Regions from separate parts of the Zea mays genome. Here region 2 is linked to region 1. A link is a contact called in public Hi-C data. All regions are on one chromosome and are shown on one strand. The core of a region is the stretch at or near the end of the contact, and the rest is flanking DNA. Distances in the headings are between cores, read along the strand shown. Region 1 holds the start of LOC100286355 (TPD1). Region 2 holds the start of LOC100382239.

Evidence for each region. A called contact is a pair of places that touch in the nucleus more often than the background predicts.
Region 2: a contact with region 1 is called in a Hi-C map of leaf, with 6 times the contacts expected there. The contact joins the promoter of LOC100382239 here to the promoter of LOC100286355 in region 1. A contact is called at or near these places in 9 of 25 Hi-C or Micro-C datasets (bundle sheath, ear, endosperm and 2 more).

Annotation. Positions count from the first base shown.
Region 1 is chr1:249,174,231-249,180,465 of Zm-B73-REFERENCE-NAM-5.0, reverse strand. It overlaps LOC100286355 (TPD1), which reads right to left and starts at 4,012. Exons shown (of 2, transcript NM_001159242.2): 1 at 3,736-4,012; 2 at 3,110-3,630. The coding sequence starts at 3,817. The coding sequence ends at 3,176.
Region 2 is chr1:249,472,510-249,478,744 of Zm-B73-REFERENCE-NAM-5.0, reverse strand. It overlaps LOC100382239, which reads right to left and starts at 2,719. Exons shown (of 9, transcript NM_001174993.1): 1 at 2,427-2,719; 2 at 1,950-2,136; 3 at 1,136-1,217; 4 at 915-1,055; 5 at 540-709. The coding sequence starts at 2,101.

The sequences.
Region 1 (6,235 bases), core at 2,763-5,262:
GATAAGGCGGCAACGAGGTTGCACCACGGAGGACGACGGATCTGCTGCAGAGGTGGTACTCTGGCGACGAATTCCACGGACTCTCGTCGATAATCACCCTCAGCGTGATAATGATGACCTTCTCGAACTTCTCATAGTGCACCCTGGATGGACACAAAGGCTTCACAGGTGGCGGGTGATTGAGCCCGCAGCGACGGCAGATGTCACACCTAGAGATGTCCAAACGGGCCGCCCGGCCCGGGCCCGGTAAAGCCCGGCCCGTTTTGGGCCCGGCTCGCCAGGCACGATTAGAAAACCGGGCCGGGCCGGCTAAGCACGCGGGCTCAATTTCTTGTCCGAGCCCGGCCCGCAACGGGCCTAAACGGGCCGGGCCGGCCCGTTTAGCAAGAAAAAAGCGGGCCGAAAGCGGGCTATGCGGGCCGAAAAGCATGTTTTAGTGTAAAAAAAGCGGGCTTAACGGGCTTAGAGCTAAACGGGCCGTGCCGGGCTAGCCCACCGTGCCTAATTTTCTGTCCGAGCCCGGCCCGCTTATTCGTGCCGGGCCGGCCCGGGCCCGCATATAACCGGGTCGTGCCGGGCTCGGACCGGGCCCAAATAGCGGGCTTCGTGCCGGGCTCGTGGGCCTCGTGCTTATTGGACATCTATAGTCACACCCAGTTTTGGAAGCAAACTGAATGCGAACCATTTACGTGCCAGGATTAGAAACTCACGTACACAGCGATTACATAGTTGGACATCATCACACATTTCTCAAAATAATAGCGGAAATAGTACTTTATTACATCAAGATGTCCAAGACATCAACAGAGTCATTAACTTAACATATTCATTAACATAATCAAAGTGCGGATACGAAACGTAGAAGATAAGGCCTTCACAGGCAGCTGACTGGGGCTTTACCACTAAACACAACTAGAACTCATCGTAGTCCTGAAACTCCTCAAAGTCCTACATGTTGCCTTCATCTCCTCCTGAGCATTGATTGCAATAGGGACAACCTAGGGTTTGGGGGTTTTTAAAGCAAGGGTGAGTACACATCAACGTACTTAGTAAATGTTCCGTTTTGCTAAAGTGGACTAGTTGTATGTGGAGTTAAGGTTAAAACAGTTGTTTTTAGTTGGTCAGGTATTTATTACTAGTAGAAAGCCAAGTTTTAGTAATAAACCCAATTTATTGCCCAAGAGTACTCCCTCCAAGAGGAAATACTAGAAACCATAGTTATAATCATCACCATTAATCAACATCATAAAAGTATCCAGAGTTATTCTAATCAAAGAGGATCCCAAGGCTGCACTTAACCGTGAGCACGACTGATATACCAGTTTCTAACACTCTGTAGAGGTTGCACACTTTACCTACGAGTCGTGAGATACCTTCCTAGCCTGGGTTGTCCAGATCCAATCTTCACTACCGAGGTGAATGGCCAGGGATTCACTGCGTAGCCTTTACAAAGATTTCCCAGAGGTCATAGTCACCCATTAGGTTTCTCTAGTTTGATAAACACAGTACTTCTCCCCGCAGGAAGGGTGACTAACAAAATCAAATCGAAAGAACATCGGCAACTAGCCTTGGCAAAGCAAGTACTGTGCCCGGACCCCATTGACGGCCCTACGGCAAAGCCGACTACACCTCAAGTTCCTCTAATTAATCAGCTAAGGGTGTCCCATTCCACCCTCGTGGTTGTACTGTTATCCCGGGTGGTCTCTCAACGAACAGGTCCTTACGGAGAGGTACTCAGAAAACAGCCTGAGTCCCCTAAAGTATCATATTGTGCTCCTATTTATAGTGTCGAGATACAGCTTTGTATGAATTTATAAACATACCCATAAGTTCTATACATATGAGCTACAAATCTCGCAAGATTAAGGTGGACTTTTCCTCTCTCAACATTGTGCCAATCAGTCTTCTAGAATCTTCTCGCCCCCTTCTGCTTCATGTGCCACCGCTTTGGAGACAAAGCCTCTTCTCCTTTTCATCCCGTTAATCAGCCAGTCCACCAAGGCTCAAGATTCACTATAGTAACGAAAGCCATTTTCGACAGTTAAGAACCGCCAAAAATAAACTATTTTCGGTGGCATAAGGGTTATTTTCGGTGTTTTCTGGACGCAATAAAAGCCAAAAATAAGCTATTATTTTCGGCGGCCATACCCAGGCCACCGAAAATAAGAGCTATTTGTTGAAGCTTCTTAGCTTCGTCACATTCTTTACATTCTGGTTGAGACGAAGGTTGTGTCCTCTATCTGTTGATAATCCTAAGAACATATTTAATTGTTAGCACAATGTTTCGGGGACCTTCGACATTTTGTTATGTACACGATGGTTCACTTACAGCGACCTACAATTGGTTGCTAAAAGCGCCTTCAGCGATCTACGGTTGGTCGCTAAAACGACCTTGCTCTATAGCGACTCACCATTAATCTCTAATAGCCTCTATAGCGACCCACCATAAGTTGTTAAATTTCTAGACTTTTAGCGATCAACAGACCGTGGCTACAAAAGTATTTAGCGACCAACTATCAGTCTATAACTTTTAGCGACTAACACTTAGTACTAATAAGGGTCGCTAAAACTCAACCGTCGTGTAGTGGTAATAAAGATTATGATATTAGTTTATATACACTGAGTCGTCGTATACGTGAAAGTTGATCATATTATACATACGAGATGTATACTTAAATCCGAGAGTGGGCAACTAATGCAGAACAGAAAACTTATAGCGCGTGCTTTATTTTGGGTCCACCCGGGCCTAAAAATGGAAACCATCAAGGCCAGTTAAGTAGGCCAACTTTTAGGTCGGCTCGATGAAGCAATTCAATTCAGAGTTGTAAGATATACGTAGGAGATAGCTGCTCATCATCAGCATGTAGAACCGGCATGGGACGTGCTCTGCCCTGGCTGGCTGCCATGCAGGCAGGCAGATTAAACTTGACCGAGTAATAACTTCAATTTATTCACCAGAATATAGTATTAGACGTAAAAACGTGTAGCGACAACAACGACCGTAGAAATAGTTAGACACACACAAACACAATGCAGATCGAAGTACACATACGTAGACTACTCAACACAACACCAACACGTACGTGGAACTAGCTAGCTACTCCAGGTGTTATATATATATCATCACGGGCCGACGGCTTCAGTTATTTAACGGCACTGGCTCACCAGCAGTTATCTAACGGCAAGCGACGGACGCAACGCTGAGGTGGTACGAGAAGGAGTTGGAGTACTGGAAGGAGACGGTCTCGCTGGGCTCGAGCGCGCCACCGCCCTTGACGACGCAGTCGTTGAAGCCGACGCGCTGGAACTTGGCCGGGTCGACCAGCTCCGTGGACGCGAAGTCGCCGCAGGAGACGTGGACGTCGTAGACGGTGCACCCCCCGCTGCAGACGTTGATGATGCGCACGGTGTAGGCCGGGATGCCGCTGGGCAGAGGGTTGGCGCTGCTCTGGTACACCGCCACGTCCTCCCCGGAGCACCCGTCCGGCCCCATTCGAGCCGCCGTCGAGATAGCGAGCGGCGCGGGTGTGATGACCTGCATGTCACTACTACTGGTGTCGTTCATGCGCGCCGCCGCCGCCTTCTGCGTGGGCAAAGACAGATGGCGTCCAGAAGCAGCAGCAGCAGCAGCTGGTAAGGTTCACATTAGCCCAGTTAATTAGCCACGACTATATGTATGTATGCAAAGCTGCATATGTGCGTGCATGAATTAATAACACACGTACATACGTATACCTTGGGCTGTCGTTAGGATGAGCAGCAAGCTTGCCACAGTCGCCAGAGCTGCGCGTTCGTCCTCAAAGCGCCGTTGTCCCATGGCCTTGTCGATGGATCGCACCGCCACACCCCAGTCGTCCTCGCACTGTCTCGCGGTTTCACGTACGTCGTCTTCTGCTGGTCGTCGATCGATCTGTGGTTTCAGATCGATCGACTTGCCGTTTTGAACGTGGTACGAGAATGTCCGCCCGTCTCTCAGCCACTATAAATAGAAAGGCTAATAATAGTTTACTACTACTTTATAAAAGGGGGCAGCTTACTTATTTAATGAACAGTTTGCAACTTTGAATTGGTTTGTGTGCAGCACGGCCGGCCTAGCGAAGCTAGCTAGATAGTGCTACTAGAGTACATATGGTTGGTATTGATTCATCTATCATCATCCGACCGATTTTGGCTTCATTGTAGCATGCACTGGCCGTCTGGCCGGTATTTTTCTTATAAGAAAAGGGAAAAATAGAAAATGTTTGGTAAATAATACGTGAATAATATACAAATATTGTCTGCGTCAGAGAAACTGGAGTGGCCTGTACTGTAGTAGTATACCAGGGGACTAGGGTTTAGTACATATATATGTAGCGCTATCAATGTCGTCTGAACTGCCATCTGCACCGGCCATATATGCATGCATCTCATCATCAGTAGTACACACCTATGTAGCTGTACTGCTGCGGCATGCATGCGTTGTGCACGATACACGGGGGACCGATCAAGATTCAACGAGAGCAAACATGCATCCGCGACAAAAGCTCCAGTCCAAGAGTCGTCGTCGTCAGTCGTCACACGCGCGCGCGCATGCATGCATGAGAGTCGAGAAAGCAGCAAGTTGTTTAATTCTAGCAGCTCAGCTCGAGGCTGATGACCATTCAATACTGCTGCAACCGGCCTAGCAGAGATTACGACTACTCTACCAAGCTAGTAGTAGGTCGGTTCTGAGCTGAGACGGCCGGTGGCACGCAGAGTGGTGTCGTGGGGGTTCACTGCATGCATTGTCGTCCATGCATGTAGACATCGTACGTACTTGTCGGCAGATTAACTAGTCATGCATCGGTAACCGGAGCATTGGAACGAAGCTCACAAGACTTTGCTTAAATGTTCCCATCATCCCAATGCCAGCTACTCTAGTATAGTACGTACTATATGCCTAACTAACGACCAATCTTCCACAAAGTCGCACCATTAGGCTATTCACAATGGAGGTTTCATGGGGTGTTTCATGTATTAATTAGCCTGCCACATCAGCTATTTTGATGACATGTCACATCATTTAAGAAGGAAGAGTTTCATGGAGTTTCATGGGGATGAAACCATGTTAACTCGTTTCCAAGATCTTGGAAACTGTGTGAAACCTCCATTGAGAGTGTTTTGTTTGATCTTCATATAATTGAGTAAATCCTATTGGTTATTTATATGCAGCATTTAAGAAGTATGTTGACATATGAAATAGTGAGATGAAACTCTCTATTGAGAGAGGGTATTTCATTCATCCATAAATCTGATGTGGCATTTTTGGAAACAGAGACATGAAATCCCCATTGTGAGTAGCCTTAGCTGCAGCTTTTAAAGGTTATATGAAACCCAACTCCGCATGCAGAAAGATGGGTAACCTTTGTGGCTAGCGTCCCTACCACATGGAAACCCTGCATGTAGTGCTATCTAGTACTCTACTAGCATGCGTCGATGGTTATATTATATTAGCCGTCAAACCAAGGACAGATGGGTAGCTGTGATTAATTAGCACTATAATAAAAAAAATAAAAGTGTAACAACATGTACGTAGCACTCACAGGGATCGAGCAACTTGCATGTGTGCCAGTGCCAGGACGATGCATCTTGCTTCCTCGCCGCAAGCTAAGACGCTGCACGCGTTTATCCGACAGACATACACATGCAGACGACGTACCAAATATGAGAAAGACTAGTTAGTACTAACTGCTCGATGCAGCCTGACCGGCCGGCAGCTGCTTCACGCTAGGTGTATAGACAATAGCTAAAGTAGTACACACCAGCATACAGCTGTACTACCCATGTTTGACTGATGAGCCAAAAGTTTCATCGTCCTGTCAAGATTACCCACACAGTTCTATTTGTTATATGGCGGTGATTATTCACTGTTCATGATTTGAGACTGGATCCTTGTTTATGTGTCGACCGACTGCTTAATCTCTTAGCTCAAAAAAATTAAATTTTACTGGTGGTAATCAGTTTGGCGATCATTTTGGTCATGCCAATCACTCACGAATAGAATAAAAACGGATATATATGGTAGCAAAATTCTTCTTATTATTTTTAACATTGAATTTAACATTGAGCTTGTAAAGATTAATAAAAGCTAAACCTTAAATTTATTATATATCTCCTCAAATAATACATATAAAACTCGGATACAAGTAAATCCTAATATTTTCACCTTCTTGTTATAGTGAGCAAATCTATATCTATACTATTAAGAACCTAATGT
Region 2 (6,235 bases), core at 1,470-3,969, 300 kb before region 1:
TCCATGTTTCCATCAAGTATATTTTGGGATCAATGGTGGGATTTATATGTATCAAATAAAAATATGCATGTATGCCTTAGTTTTATGAGTATTTGACCTGGTGCAAGTGGTACACGGACTTAGTGGCCTTAGGCGTGCAAATTGACCACCTCGGCCACTGTAGTATTGTAGGCCCATTAGAGATAGGGCTAGGGATAAGATTAGATATCTTGCTTAAGCATCAAGTAAGCCTCTCTATATAAGTATATAAGGAGAGGAGATATATCGATCAAGTCAATCAAGAAGAATATCAATCTATTAGGGTAATCCATTTCTATCCCTGCCCTTGTGGTGCAGCTAACATTGCATTTAACTCAAGAATATTCATACCGAGCTCATGTATCAAAATCACAATCAACTTAAAGTGAAACATGCAAAAATGTTATTTCCTACATGCCCCAAAAAATATAGAATAAGCAGATCACATTACAGTCCATAACTGCAACAACAATTTTAGTTGCAACAAAATTCATATTCTCATAATGTGGAATCAGAAGTACCTATCATTGGCAAGGTTCCATGCCTCTTGAGTAAGCTCGGGAGGGGCTTCAAGTGTTGCAAGGTAGTTTGATATGAACTTATGGGGGTGCTCGACATGGCAAATAAACCCCATCTCCTTCAACAGATGTCGTTCTGTCCGTATCAGGTCACGCCTCAGTTCTGAATATTTCTGTAGCAAATGTTAGAGTCACACAGTTGGTTCAACATACCATCAGATACTTCTACCAACTATATACTAAGATACACGAACAGAAAATGAGAAACCCAACAGTAGCAATGATTCTAACTTCTTAATGGTATAAAGTCAAGGCAAATAGTATGCAGAGGTTTTACAAGAAAGAAACTGAAATTATGTTGTGTTGAAAAAAATATACCTTTGAAAAGACATCTAAGAATTCAATTGGCAAGTTCTCTCTCCTACATTCCATTCTATGGAAGACAAATATAATATGCTTTGATTTCCTGGGACTCTCCTCCAACTTCCCTGCCAGCCAAACACAACTAGCAGCAACTCTCTGCAAGCATAAATAAAAAGGACTGTTAGTTCCACTTAGAAAAGACTAAGAATAGCTCAATTGCAGATAAAGATATTTACCTTTGCACTAAATCGAACAAATGATTTTTTGCAGTAAAAGCGATGGAACAATACTTGTGCCGTGGCCATCACTGCTTGTGGTCTTTGTTGGTCAAGAATACACAAAATAGATATTTTTTACAAGAATTATCTATTTGTTAGTAAAATAATTATCAATAACACTGAAACATTGAATATCATGAAGAATTGGTATGCCAATCATTGTGATAAATCTCAATTTGTCCATAATGCAGATAGAGTTTTTTTTTGCTTCAGCATATCATTCATAATGAGACAAACCATACCTAATAGATGTACATAATCGATAATTGTCCATCTCCCTATCATTCCACCCAACAAAAAGTGCACATTGCAGAGTTGGTTCATAACAACATCATAATGACTTCAGAAGGTAACTCTACAACTAAAACAACCTCTGGAGAAAGAAACCCAAAGGCAGCAAAATTCTTCATGTCACAACTCACAAGTTACCACGTGCCACCAACAATTCCTTAATCCTTAATTAAGAAAGAAACCTACTGTTACTTATCTGCTACAGTAGGTTAGCCAGACAATTCGAAAACCCATAACAGTGCAGAACCCACACACATGCTGAACAAAATACCCTAATCCTAAGCGTAATCAATGGAACTACTACAAAAAGAAAGCATGTAACCTAGAAATCACACTGGAGAGAACTTGATTAATAGTAAGTCGTCAGACGTAAACTAATTAACAAAACCCTAGGAAACTTGAGAAGCCCCTAAATGGCTTAATGACAGGATTTGGACATAGGAAGCTGGATTAGAGAGAGGAACTGCAGGAAAGAGGATACAGCCTGAGGAGGATGCCGCTCTCCTGGATGAGGTCGCAGCCATAGACGCGGAGCACAGTCTCAGTGGCCTCGTCGATCCCATCCTTCCGTGATGGTGAGTTGCGCAGCTGCTCCTCCGTCAGGTAGAACGTGTCAATCGCGGTGTATATCATCCTCTACTAGGGTGGTCTCGCCGAAAAAGGTAGTCCTAGTAAAAAAAAATATATGCAATATGGTAAAATAAAAAATTGGTATGCATGACTATAAATTAACCAAATTGATCCGATTATGTTCGATTCTATGACAAGAAATTTCATTCAATTCTATGCTCCGATTTCATGCACAAGAACAAATCCCTAACCAATAATAATGAATCACATACCAATTTCGCATATACACAATCAATAAGCCCAAATTTACAGTCCAGTGCTCACTGTCAAACCCTAGGGTATGAGATTTCAGATTTGGGAAAGCTCAAAACTTCAAAAGCTGGCTCACCGATACAGGGGCGCTGGCGCGCTGCTCTGCAGCTTGGCGCCACCCGGAGGCCGACTTCGGCGGTTGCGCAGCCTGATCGGTGCCTCGGCACCCCAACGGCTGTGCTGCACAGCCTCCGCAACGGGCGGCGGCGGGCGGGTGGCGTGGTACCGCCGCTCCGCGCTCGGGCGGCTCGGCCTCGGTGCTTGGGGCTGGCGGCGCTCGCGCTGGTGATGTCCTCCGGGTCTGTTATGGCCCGTGGCCGCCGGCTCGGGACGCCGGGACGTGAGCACGGAGATACGCCGTCGCCGGTGATGGTCGACGCATGAATACCAGGTAAGTGGTGTTCTGTTATTCGATAATAATCCTCGATTCTCTTCGATTACAGCTTACTGGACCAGCCCAATTAAGGCTCCCGCCTGATTACAACGCACACGCCACTATGGCCCAACGGTCCACTCCAACTCACACAGATTAGACACTCTAACCCACATTCAGCTACACTTCCTCGTTTGGCACACATCGCTCAGCTGACCATCCTTAAGTCCCATATAAATACGTATTGAGATATTTATTTAAATATAATTATTATTTAGATCCTCTTCTTCGAACTCTTTAGAGTGACAGCTTTATCTCTCGAGGTCTTTGTTTCTGCTTAATATTTGTTCAATGCTTCGAGAGCATCTGTAACATCTCAAAACCATTAACTAAAATAATGTATTTAGATTATTAGTGTTAATTATGGTAAAGAATTTTTCTTTCAAGTGTTTAATCTTATTTAACTTTCGAAAAAAAATTTGATTGCTCATAATTGTTTGATGATTGTTTTTATAAAATTCTTTTATACGAAAACTCAACTAATTAATATGAGAACTTTGGTTAAAAATAAATTTTTAATAATAAATATTGTTGGTATAATTATTGTGAACTTTTAGAGATATTTAAAAAAATATATTTATTTATAAATAATGAATAATAAAAAGAATTTCGAAAAGAAAAAAAAAGAAAAAAACTAACGTGAGGTGGCTGGTCTCCTGGCCGAATCCTGGCCCATCCCGTGCCCTCCACTCTTTCCTATCCTTCGTCTTACACATGGCCCCTCCCTATCTTGTCTATATGGCACTTGGGCTCCACATGTAAGGTTCCTATCATTTCTCCTCTTCCTTATTTCTCACGGACATAGGAACATAGCCGGGCCGTCCGGTCCGGCCCCGATGAAGCACGGCTCGTTTTGGGCTAGGCACGGTTAGAAAACTGGGTCGGGTCTTCTAAGTCTGCGAGCTCGATTCCTTGTCCGAGCCCGGCCTGTAGCGGGCCTAAACGGGCCGGGCCGGGCCGGCCCGTTTAGCACGAAAAAAGCGGGCCAAAAGCGGACCGAACGGGCCGAAAAGCATGTTTTAGTGCAAAAAAACGGGCTCAGCGTGCTTAGAGGTAAACGGGTCGTGCCGGGCTAGCCCATCGTACCTAGTTTCTTGTCCGAGCCCGGCCCGCTTATTCGTGTCGTGCCGGCCCGGACCCACATAGAACCGGGTCGTGCCGTGCTCGGACCGGGCCCAAACAGCGGGCTTCGTGCCGGGCTCGCGGGCCTCGTGCTTATTGGTCATCTATAGCCGCCCTATCTGTTGGATGCTCGTCGCCGCACCGTTTCGTCTCCACGCAGTACCGCGACCTCATCTCCCCAAGTGGACTTTGGCCTGGCCTCCTCGCCCCCCGCCCTCTCGCATCCGGAAACCGTCGTGTCTTTCCCTCTCCCCTCCCTCACTCTTCTCTGGTAACGGCAGCACCATTATTGACGTTAATGGTGCAACGACCTCCATTTCTCTCCCTGGCGCTCCCTCTGCTTTCCCCTCTCTATAAATAACGAGCTCAGGCCTCGTGGAGCCAGTGCTTGGCCGCCCCAACCTCTCCACGCGCTCTCTTCTCTCTCGCCATGAAACTCGTCGTTGCAGCCTCTGGTCGCCATCGCCGGAACCTTGCTCGTCGCCGGAGCCTAGAGCTGCTCGCCGTCAAGGACAGCCGGTGACCTTGACGCTGTGCCCGCGTCGACCCCTGCTCCTGCTCGCCGAACACTCGCCAGCCCCTCCCCTGCTCATCGTCGAGCCCAACGCAATTTCTCTCCTCCCTTCATTTGTCGATGAGCTGCTGCGAACGCAAGAACTAGAGATAGAAGATGACCAATTTTCATTTTTTGGCCACTGGTCTTTTGTAATTTATGCCCACACTTTCTGCAGCAATACAAATGTATTTAGAAGGGGGGAATTTGCTATTTTGTCACTCTCAGGTTTAGACTTCTCTATTTTACCACCAAGCTCATAAATCATAAACATAAATGGTCACACAAGTCATAGACAGAGGGTCACATAATAGCAGAGAGCCCACGTTAGAAGGGCTAAAATAGCAATTTTTTCATTTAGGAAGGGGTCCTAGATTCTTATTTTCTACCCCTTCAATTCTACGAATAATTAAATATGTGTCTCTATAGTAGTGTGTTCATAATAAAACGGGTATTTCAAACAGAAATAAGTTAAATATTGTTTTGTTAGCTTCATAATTATGTGCTAATAATTTTAATGTAGATATTTTAATGCTTTTCATTATGTATTTTAAATAACGTTTGATAAAGGTGCTTAGAAATAGTTTTCTAAATAAGAAAATAAAAAAAAGTAGACTCACTATTCTTGGTTAAAACTAGTAGAAAGGCAATTATTTAATTATCTTGCTCTCAAATTATTGTTTAGTTTTATATTTAATTTTTTCACCCATAAAACTTATACTTAGTGGTAATAAATAGAGATTTAGACTATTCATCTGAAAGTGTTGAAACAGTTGAACTAGTGATCGTGGCAACCATAGTTTAAATAGTAGTTTAAAATTAGTTATCTAATGGTCCTTAGATTATGTGTCTCTTAAATATTATTATGGCGTGATGTAGATTTGTATATGAAAAGTTAAAAAAAATAACCCATGGGCTTTCCGATAAAAATAATTAATTATTTAATTAATCTAGCTCCCTAGAGTTTGGTTTAGCGCTACATCTATATTAATATAAATGAATTTATATAATACGTACTTTCATAGTCAATTTGTCATATAGTTTTCACTAGTGAATTCTCGAAACAAAAATTAGTATTTTATGTCATAGCAAATGAGATGGACGTCGATGTGAGTAGACTTATATTACAGTTACAAATCAAGTTCTATTTTAGACGTCTTCCTTTTATAAGTGTGATTTGTATTGTGTACGATTATTTGTGTAATGGTGTATGTTTATTTATTGGTGTACGTTTTTTTTGTATGTACGATGTACGAATCTATATTAGAAGCTGATTTCGTGGTAGAAGACCAAAATACGTTTGAGGAACACCCGCAAGACACTTTTGAGCAAGGCAACTGGATTCTCCCTCTGCATTTCTGTTCGTACCCAAATAATACATATAATAATGTTTGCTTTTGAATATTTGCATAACTTGATGGGTTTTTGTCTAAATAGGATTACTTAGAAATACCAACCATAAAGCTATGCTTAGTATTTATGCTATTGCTAAATTTTATTACTGTGATGTCACTCTTTGAAGATATTATTGTTCCAAAAATGAAATGTATATTATTGTTTTTAATCTAATGATTAAATAATATCAAAGTTTATTAAACGAAACATGGAGTGACCACCCAGGATAACAGTGCAACCATAAGTGCTATCATGGCTTTGGTAATTAGCTTAATTTGCTTAGTACTTAGCAACCTTTCCTGAAAGATGGGCAAGAGGGGGAGTGGATGATGGTGGCAGCTCATGTTAACATGGGGACGTAGTCTTGGCTAAGCTGCCTCGC